Linked DNA regions of Sus scrofa: region 2 is linked to region 1. The links are chromatin contacts, called in public HiChIP or PLAC-seq maps. All regions are on one chromosome and are shown on one strand. The core of a region is the stretch at or near the end of the contact, and the rest is flanking DNA. Distances in the headings are between cores, read along the strand shown. Region 1 holds the start of LNPK (protein lunapark). Region 2 holds the start of HOXD12 (homeobox protein Hox-D12).

Region 1 (3,685 bases), core at 664-3,163:
TAACATTAGCCTGTACTACAACATTTATTTACCTTATATTGCATTTTTTGTTTTCTTGCAGGTTTCTCTCAGTAGTGTCAGCTGCTTTAGGACAATTGTTTCATTTATCTCTGTATCCTTAGCATTTAACACAGGGTCTTATCCTCAATAAATATTTGGAATGACCCTTATGGTGCACATGCTTATTTCTGTTTCTAATGTCTCTTCTCACTGTATCTGACAAAGTCTTATCATTTAATATAAAGGAAGAAGTATTATAGTATTACCTTCAACAATATATTGTATAATTTTTCTACTTTTCAGTTGATTCAATTGAAAACTGACACCTTAAAAGGTTGTTGGGAGGACTAAGAGAGTTGATGATTCCATTATTTCTCCCCTTGTCAATCAAAACTTCTCATCTTCTAGATCAATTACCTAGGGAATTTTTGTCTCAGGAATAGGTTTTTTGGAATCTATTGCACCCAGCTAGCTCTTCTCCCCTTCTATTTTTGTCCCATTTACATTAGATCTTGACAGTTCAATTAAAACTACAAAACAAATTATTAGCGAGTAGAAAATAATTCCTTATTCTCTTAGGAAGAGATCATCCTGAGGTGGGGAGATGTATTTGCATAACTGCACAGGCCTTTTTTTAAACAAACAAAACTTTGAATTGCAAAGGATGAAAAACAAAATGGTTAAATTTTCATGCCAAAATAGATAAAATGTTTTCTTCTCATTTTCTTTTAGATTTGTAAAGTGACCCAGATTACACAAGAAGAAACTTTGGTTCCCTTCCCCTCACATTTACAAGGCTGGAACTAAAGATTTTAGCAGTTAAGGAACTCCACAGTGAGTCATCTGATAGCTTCCAGTATAATAAATTATTCTTACCAAGTAGATACTATGCTCACTTTCTTTTACTTAACCTGTTTGGTGTCAAGGTTTAAACATAGCATATTAAAATGATTATACTCTTTAAAAATAATGGACACTTTAAAAATTATTTTAAAATGTGTATGTAACTAAATAGAAAAATCCCATGAAAAATATCTGTACACAGGGGTTAAACATGACAAAAGCTTTTGCTGAAGTTTCTCTACGCCCACACAACTTAGTGCGGTTCAAGTACCATTTGTTATTTAGACCTGTCATTCCCAGTTGACTAGGAAATTTAATGCTTTTTAGCCACTGTTTTAAAACTGAGGCAAATAAAACCTGGGTGGTTTATTTGCGGGCCTAGTACCAGCACCTGTGACAGGAGTGTTCTTGGCTAAGAGTTTTAAGATAGAAAAATCAGCTTATGTTGTTATCCACAGGCTTTAAATCAATATCATTGTGCCTTTGACGCTAACCACACACTGGTGAGGTAAGCATCCAGTCACAAAAGACCCTTTTTGACGTCCAGAAGTCATAAAAGCCTCAAGCACTCCTGGAGTCTAGGCTGAATTTCTCCGCTGGCATGTTTGGGAACTGGTCTCTTCCAAGCTGTGTAGTATTAACTTGCTCTTCTGGCGGCTGGACGACAGCTGATTGGTGACTCTTCGGGGCGGACTCATCTCCACCCCCAAGCCCGCTCTTCTATCTCTCGGTCTAGGACCATCAGGACTAATTTTGGGGTTTTCTTTAGCCGGTGAGACTTGGCAGAACAGGCTGTAAAAGAAAACGAAGCAGAGGAGGAGCAAGAAGTAACCCCTTTGGTAAGAGTCATAATAAATGGCAATCCACCTCTGAGATGCGACGATGAGCACCCTACTTGGCCACGGAAACCACAGGGACAACTGCCCTGGGGCCAACTGTCCGCCGCGCCCCCAACTGCCCGCCCGGTCACGATCACGTGACGGGGGAGCGGCGCGCGCTGGCCGCGGCTCCGATTGGCCGGCGGCGGGAGCGCGGGGTTTGATGGGAAGGTGTTGGCCGGGCCTCCAGCTCTGTCAGGGGTGGCTGCTGCCTGCTCTGGAGGCGAGCTCCGTGGTGGCGGCCGAAGGTGGCAGAGGTGGACGCTAGCGCCGGGCTTTGCCCGCTTCTTGTTGAAGGTAGAGGGCTCAAAATGAAGGCCGGTGGGAGAGTTCGGCAGTGGGGAGGCGCTCTGAGCTTTTTCCTGGGAAATACTCTGCTGGTCCCCACGCTTGCTTCTCCCAGGCGCCTCCGCCCCACGCGGAGTGGCCTAGGAGCTCTGTGGCGGCGGCTAGTCGAACTCCTGCCCGGCTGCTCGTTCACCCAGTCTCGCCGCCGGATCCCCTTATTGTCCCAGCACAGTGGCAAGGGTGGCCCTGGAGTGCTGGAGACCCCTTTCTGTCTCCCAATGGGGAATTGGTTCCCCAGCCTTTTCTCGGAGATTTCGGGGTTGGGTGGGGCGGTGACTGGGACGAGCTGAGCATTGACTCTTTGGCCCACTTCTGTGTTTGAGAGAAAGGTCAGAAGGTTTTACACTAAGCTATTGCTTTGAGTGGGTTCTTACCCATGTGGTCTTTTTCTGAGTTGTGCGGCGGTGCCGAGAGTTGGAAAGATCGTGAGGGACCGAAAACTGTCAGTGTCATGCTGCTCGGCCCATCCTTGTGGGCGTGGATTGTGCGCTAGCTACTTAGAGAAGCCTCTGTACCTCTGTTGTCCTTATTTGAGCGACGGTGGGCGGTGTAAGGGGTGGAGGGAAGGGCGAGGTTTCGTGTGTGTCATGGACGAGGCAGAAGGGGAAGAACAAGAATTAAAACAACAGTAGTTTTAATTCTTGAACACTGCGTATGGGATTTGAGAGAGAGCTGGGATTAGCGAACTCAGTTTTGCTGATGGTGCTCTCACTGTACTAAGTAAAATCTGAGTCACAGAATTTTCCACGTTCCGCTTTTCCCAGTAGGCTTCTGTTTTGTGGCACCTAGTGTCGATTGTTTTCTCTTTTCCCTGTGGCCTGGGTGTCACCATTGGCAAAATTGTCGTCACAAAATTCAACAGCAGTTTGTATGGATGTGAGTAAGCTTGGTTTCAGGCATATGTTCAAACTGGCAGGGAATGCTAATCTCTTGTTCTCATCGACTCTCATATCTTCATTTTAGAACGAAGTCGATTTTGAACAATTTTCTCCTTTTTTTTGGAACACATTTTTTAAAAAACGAGTGACGCTTTTGAAATTAGAATTTCAAGTTTTCTCTGTCATCTACTGGGATCAGCCCAATGCTGTTAAAAACTTAGTGTTTATATATATTATTAACTTGAAAAAATGTAAGAAAAGGAAGAAATTATATGGCTTACTACAGGTATGATTTATTACAGAAATCTTTTAATCAAAGAGTCATTTTTTGTAGTATTTAATTCAGAATGAACATTGACTTACCATGAAGACTAGAACTTAATCATTATATAATAAAAGTGCTTTTAGAGCTGTATTTCTTTTCAGTGATTTTAGTTTTGAGTGATAAATGTGGTTTGGGATATTTCAGAATTGTCTTTCAGTTAGGATATTTGGAAGTTAGTGTTCTAGAATAGACACTTTTAATCTCAAGTTGAATAGTAAAATGCGTTGTAGTGGTGGTGTTGATGGTGACTGAATAGTTTCTACTTAAGTTTGGAACTTGATAAACATAAAAGTAAACTTCCTTTGCTGTTAAAGGCCTACGAAGTTATTTTTAATGAAGAGTCTTCAGATTATTTTGCTTTATTTTTTATACTGGAGAAAATGAGAACAATACAATTTCAGTTAAAATGCAAA
Region 2 (3,950 bases), core at 1,199-3,698, 95 kb before region 1:
TGGGGGGGGTGCTGCTACTTTGAAGGAGAAGGAAAAGAGGCAGAGGTGGTAGAAGGAGCTGGGGGGGCGGCTCAGGTTCACTGAGGTTAAAGCTGGACACCCCTACACACCCAGAACATCTCTATCTGGCATTTGGCACCCCCAGTCTACAAGCAAGCCCAGCAGGGCCCTGGACCTCCAGCTCTGCTGGGGCAGGTCAGACATGGCCTCAGAAAGGGCACAGTGGTGGGCCTCTGGTGGAGTTGGTGGGGAGTAGAGAGGGGAACTTCTACTTCTCTACTTGGTCAAGAGCAGAGAAGGGGCTGAGGATCTGAAAGGGCTCCTTTCTAGCCCTCCTGACTGTTAGCTGGCTGGGAAGACTTCACCTCTCCCTGTAGTGGCCATTTACTGTCATTCGAGGAAGAAAGAAAAAGTTGACACCTTTGCTCACTTTGATGACCAGAAAGCCATTTTTACCATCTGAATGTAGGATCCCCTCTCCCCACTTTCCTGGCTCACTCCCTCCTCCCATGAATATTTCCCCCTCCTCCTAGTGCAACCCAACCTCAAAGCCTACTAGCAGCTCTCCTCATCAGAGGTCAGCTCTGAGGGCCCAGTTACAGAGTACAGGACTCTGGCCTAGGCATGTGTGAGGAGGTGGCAGGAGTAGGGGAATTTTACCAGTCCAGTCTGGAGATTGCAGTTTGCTGTGGAGCCCCAGCCTCCCTCATCCCATCCATGGGAAGGAAGTATCCAGTCCATTCTGCCCAGCTGGAGGGGCCAGCCCAGCCCAGACTATGAGGTTTCTCTGGAGTTTGTCTGGACACCACGCCCCTTACCCCGTTTCTCCTGAAGTCTGAAGGTCTAGGTTTGCTATTGTCCTCCCAAACCAGCCAGGACAGACAGGACTAGGGATTGTGCCCTTTCTTTCCTTCAGAGTTGAAATTTTGGCTTTGTCACAAGGGGCTTTGGCAGCATATAAACAGAATTGTGCCCTTATCCCTTTCAACCCTGCCCCGGGAGGCCTTCCTAAATTCAGTTCCACTCTGAGCTCTAGTTAGGTAACCGCTAGATGCTGAGCCGACTGGAAAGGGAAGGGGAGACCAATGAGGTGGAAGCAGAAATCCAAGCACAAAGTGCTAGAGTGAGCCCTGGGTATAACGCCCCAGCCAAGAATTAGGACAGGCGACCCCAGACCTTTACTCTGAAAGCCTCAAGGCCAAGGTTGTGCTGCAGCTTCTACAGGCTTCTTCCAGAAAGGGGAAAGTGTGGACCCCCCAGTTGGCAGGATGCTGGCTTCTGGGGCTGCCATTTGAGCAGGAGGGTATCTGAACCAGCAGAGAAGGAGCAGAAGAAAGGCCCTATCCCCTCTCTTCCTGCAAGCCAGGCTTCGGTGAAAAAAGGCAGGCCCAGCCCCGCCGAAGCCACACCCGGGGCTAGTACAGCGACAGCGCCTGCTCGCGCAGCACCACGCGCTTCTTCTTCATACGCCGGTTCTGGAACCAGATTTTGACTTGCTGGTCGCTGAGGTTCAGCCTGTTGGACAATTCCTTGCGCTTCTGCCGGTTGATAAATTCGTTGAGAAGGAATTCGTTCTCCAACTCGGCAATCTGCTGCTTAGTGTAGGGTTTCCGCTTCTTGCGAGCCCTCCCCGGGGCCGCCCCCCACGGCAGGCCTGCAACACAGCCCCAACCTAGGTCAGCCCAGCCCGCTCCTTGTTGCCTGCCCGCCCCTGGCGGCTCCCTCCCTCTACACACTCTCCCCTGCACCCCACCTCCCACCCCGGCCCGGGGAGCGTTGCTCGGGGAGCGTGGCCACCGTTTACCGTCGGGCAGCGAAGGTCGCAGGCAGGAGGCGACGCCTGCCGCCTGCACTGTCATGTTCAAGTTGAGCGGGCCCTTGACGTCGTCCTTGAAGCCAGCAGAGCAGGGTGTCCCCTCGAGCAGCGCCGAAGAGCCCGGCGCTACACGGCCCACGCCCGCGTAGTCGTACTTGGCTGCTTTGAGAGCAGCGGCCGCGGGGGCCAAGCTTGACTCAGGGATGAAGGGCGGCCGCACACGGCCACGCTCCTCCGGCCCGGCAGCCGCGTCGGGAGTATAAAACTTGGCCTGTTCTTCGGATCCGTCCTTGGCACCCAGGGGCTGCAGGCCAAGAGGCCCAGAGCCAGCCAGGTAGGGCTGGGGAAAGCTGCCGAAGGCCGTGGCACCGGCGGTCTGCGCTGGGGCGCAGGAGGCGGGCGTGGTGGCCCAGGGCAGCGCGCCGCGCGGGTATGAGATGGGGGGAAGCGCGGCCAATTGGCCGCCATTCGGCCGCAGGTTGGAAAAGTAGAAGGAGTCTGGCGACTGCAGATTCAGAAGCGAGCCCACATAGCCCGCTCTGTAGAGACTGCGCTCACACATCTCCAACAAAGGGCTTGGGCTGCGCTTGCAGCAGTATTTAGTTACAACTGGGAATAAGAGGACAGGCTCTGACGATTGGACGAAACTTTGCCTGCAGGTTCTTCAAAGCCGGTCATTTCAGCACCGCCTACATCCCCCGACCCGTTTTCCCCCCCTTCAGGGTATTATGATAACACCCGAAATATTTGATGGCCAAGGACGAGGCTGCCAGGCAGAGCTAAGGCATTTAGAGCGGAGATAAAGCCTCTTTGAGTTTTCTGGAGGCTTTCAGGAGCTGGGGGCATCCCCATCGGGTGCCTTTGCCTCAGTGTCCCTTGGGACCCTTCTTGGTCTGATTGGCTTTGCATTCCTGTTTTCTGCTGGCTACCTGGGCCAGGCTTGCTTCTATCAGCTTTAAATTGCAATTGAGGCCTTTTCCAGTAGGCACATTCCTTAGCTTGTCCAGAGAGCTCTTGGTCTGGTGGGACCACCAGCTCCGTCTGAATAAAGCTACTCCTACCCTCTCCCTCTCCACCTCACCTTTCTGGACTGGACTCTGCACGAGTGATCTGTCAGTGAAGACCCAGCACTGCCCTAGCCCTGGGTCCCAGGCTGTGGGCATAGTTCGCTGATGAAGGAGGAATGCATCACAAAGTCTGCCCAAGTTTGGCGCCCAAAAGGGAGGCTTCACACCACTCCTGGTGTGCTTATCCATGACCCAGCCCTCTGCCCCTAAGAAAGTCACCATCCAAGTCCATGGAGAATGCTGACCCAGGCAGATTGATTGGCCTGCGGTGGCCAAAGGCTACAATCCTTTAATCACCAGGAGTCCACCTTAGCGACTACAGCCTGCAAACCAGAACTCCAAGGTGTTCATCCACTCCATGGCGTGCAGGACGAGCGTCCCAGACCTGGTTGGGAAGAACGGAAGAGCCAGAGCCACAGGTCGGGAACAGCGGGGTGCACGGAGGCAGCGGGCTAGCAGCGTTTCTTTGCTCAGCGCCTCCAGGGGCGCGCGGGCTGCTGGCGGGTTCGGAGGTCTGGCGAACAGGGAGGCGGCGGGCAGTGCTCCCTCGCCCCGAGCTGTGTGGCAGCCCTCGCCGCAGTTCCTCCGGTCTAGTGTGGCCGGAGGGCTAAGGGTCCTCCTTTCCGGCCTTCGGTCCCAAGACCCCCAGGAACCCCGTGAATGGCGCCCGCCCTAACCTGCAGACGCCTCGCGGTCCCTGAGCCAAGCTGGAATTGGTTAGACCGCCAGCTCAGGCACTGAGACCACACAGGCGCCGCCGGAGGGCCAGGCTGACCACCGCGCTGCGACTTTATTGTGTGAGTTATGGCGACCAATTGGGCGGCTCTGGGGAACGCAATCGGCCTCTTCCTCTTGCTCTAGGGCGGGGGTAGGAAGTGGGGGGTGGGCAAGTCCAGGCTCCTCTAGGACTCTGAGTTTCCTTGGGAGCTCAGAAACAGAGATGTATTCCATTCCCTGACCTTTCATGGTGTAGGCACAAGCTGCAACTTCGGTTCCTAGGAACTAAGGGAACCCAGGCTCTCATTTTGGGAAACTTGTCCTGTTTTCGAAGAGCTACAGCTTCCCTA

What was found. HiChIP or PLAC-seq counts read pairs in DNA pulled down with a chosen protein or histone mark.
Region 2: an H3K27ac HiChIP or PLAC-seq map of skeletal muscle shows a contact between it and region 1. The contact joins the promoter of HOXD12 here to the promoter of LNPK in region 1. A contact is called at or near these places in 3 of 47 Hi-C or Micro-C datasets (adipocytes, fibroblasts and skeletal muscle) and 2 of 2 datasets of contacts at active chromatin or transcription factors (alveolar macrophages and skeletal muscle).

What each region holds. Positions count from the first base shown.
Region 1 is chr15:81,803,890-81,807,574 of Sscrofa11.1, reverse strand. It overlaps LNPK (protein lunapark), which reads left to right and starts at 1,913. Exons shown (of 13, transcript NM_001244263.1): 1 at 1,913-2,018. LOC102158914 (a long non-coding RNA gene) reads right to left here and starts at 2,668. Exons shown (of 2, transcript XR_002339478.1): 1 at 2,444-2,668; 2 at 986-1,635.
Region 2 is chr15:81,899,460-81,903,409 of Sscrofa11.1, reverse strand. It overlaps HOXD12 (homeobox protein Hox-D12), which reads right to left and starts at 2,448. Exons shown (of 2, transcript XM_021076048.1): 1 at 1,805-2,448; 2 at 1,083-1,654. The coding sequence starts at 2,378. The coding sequence ends at 1,416.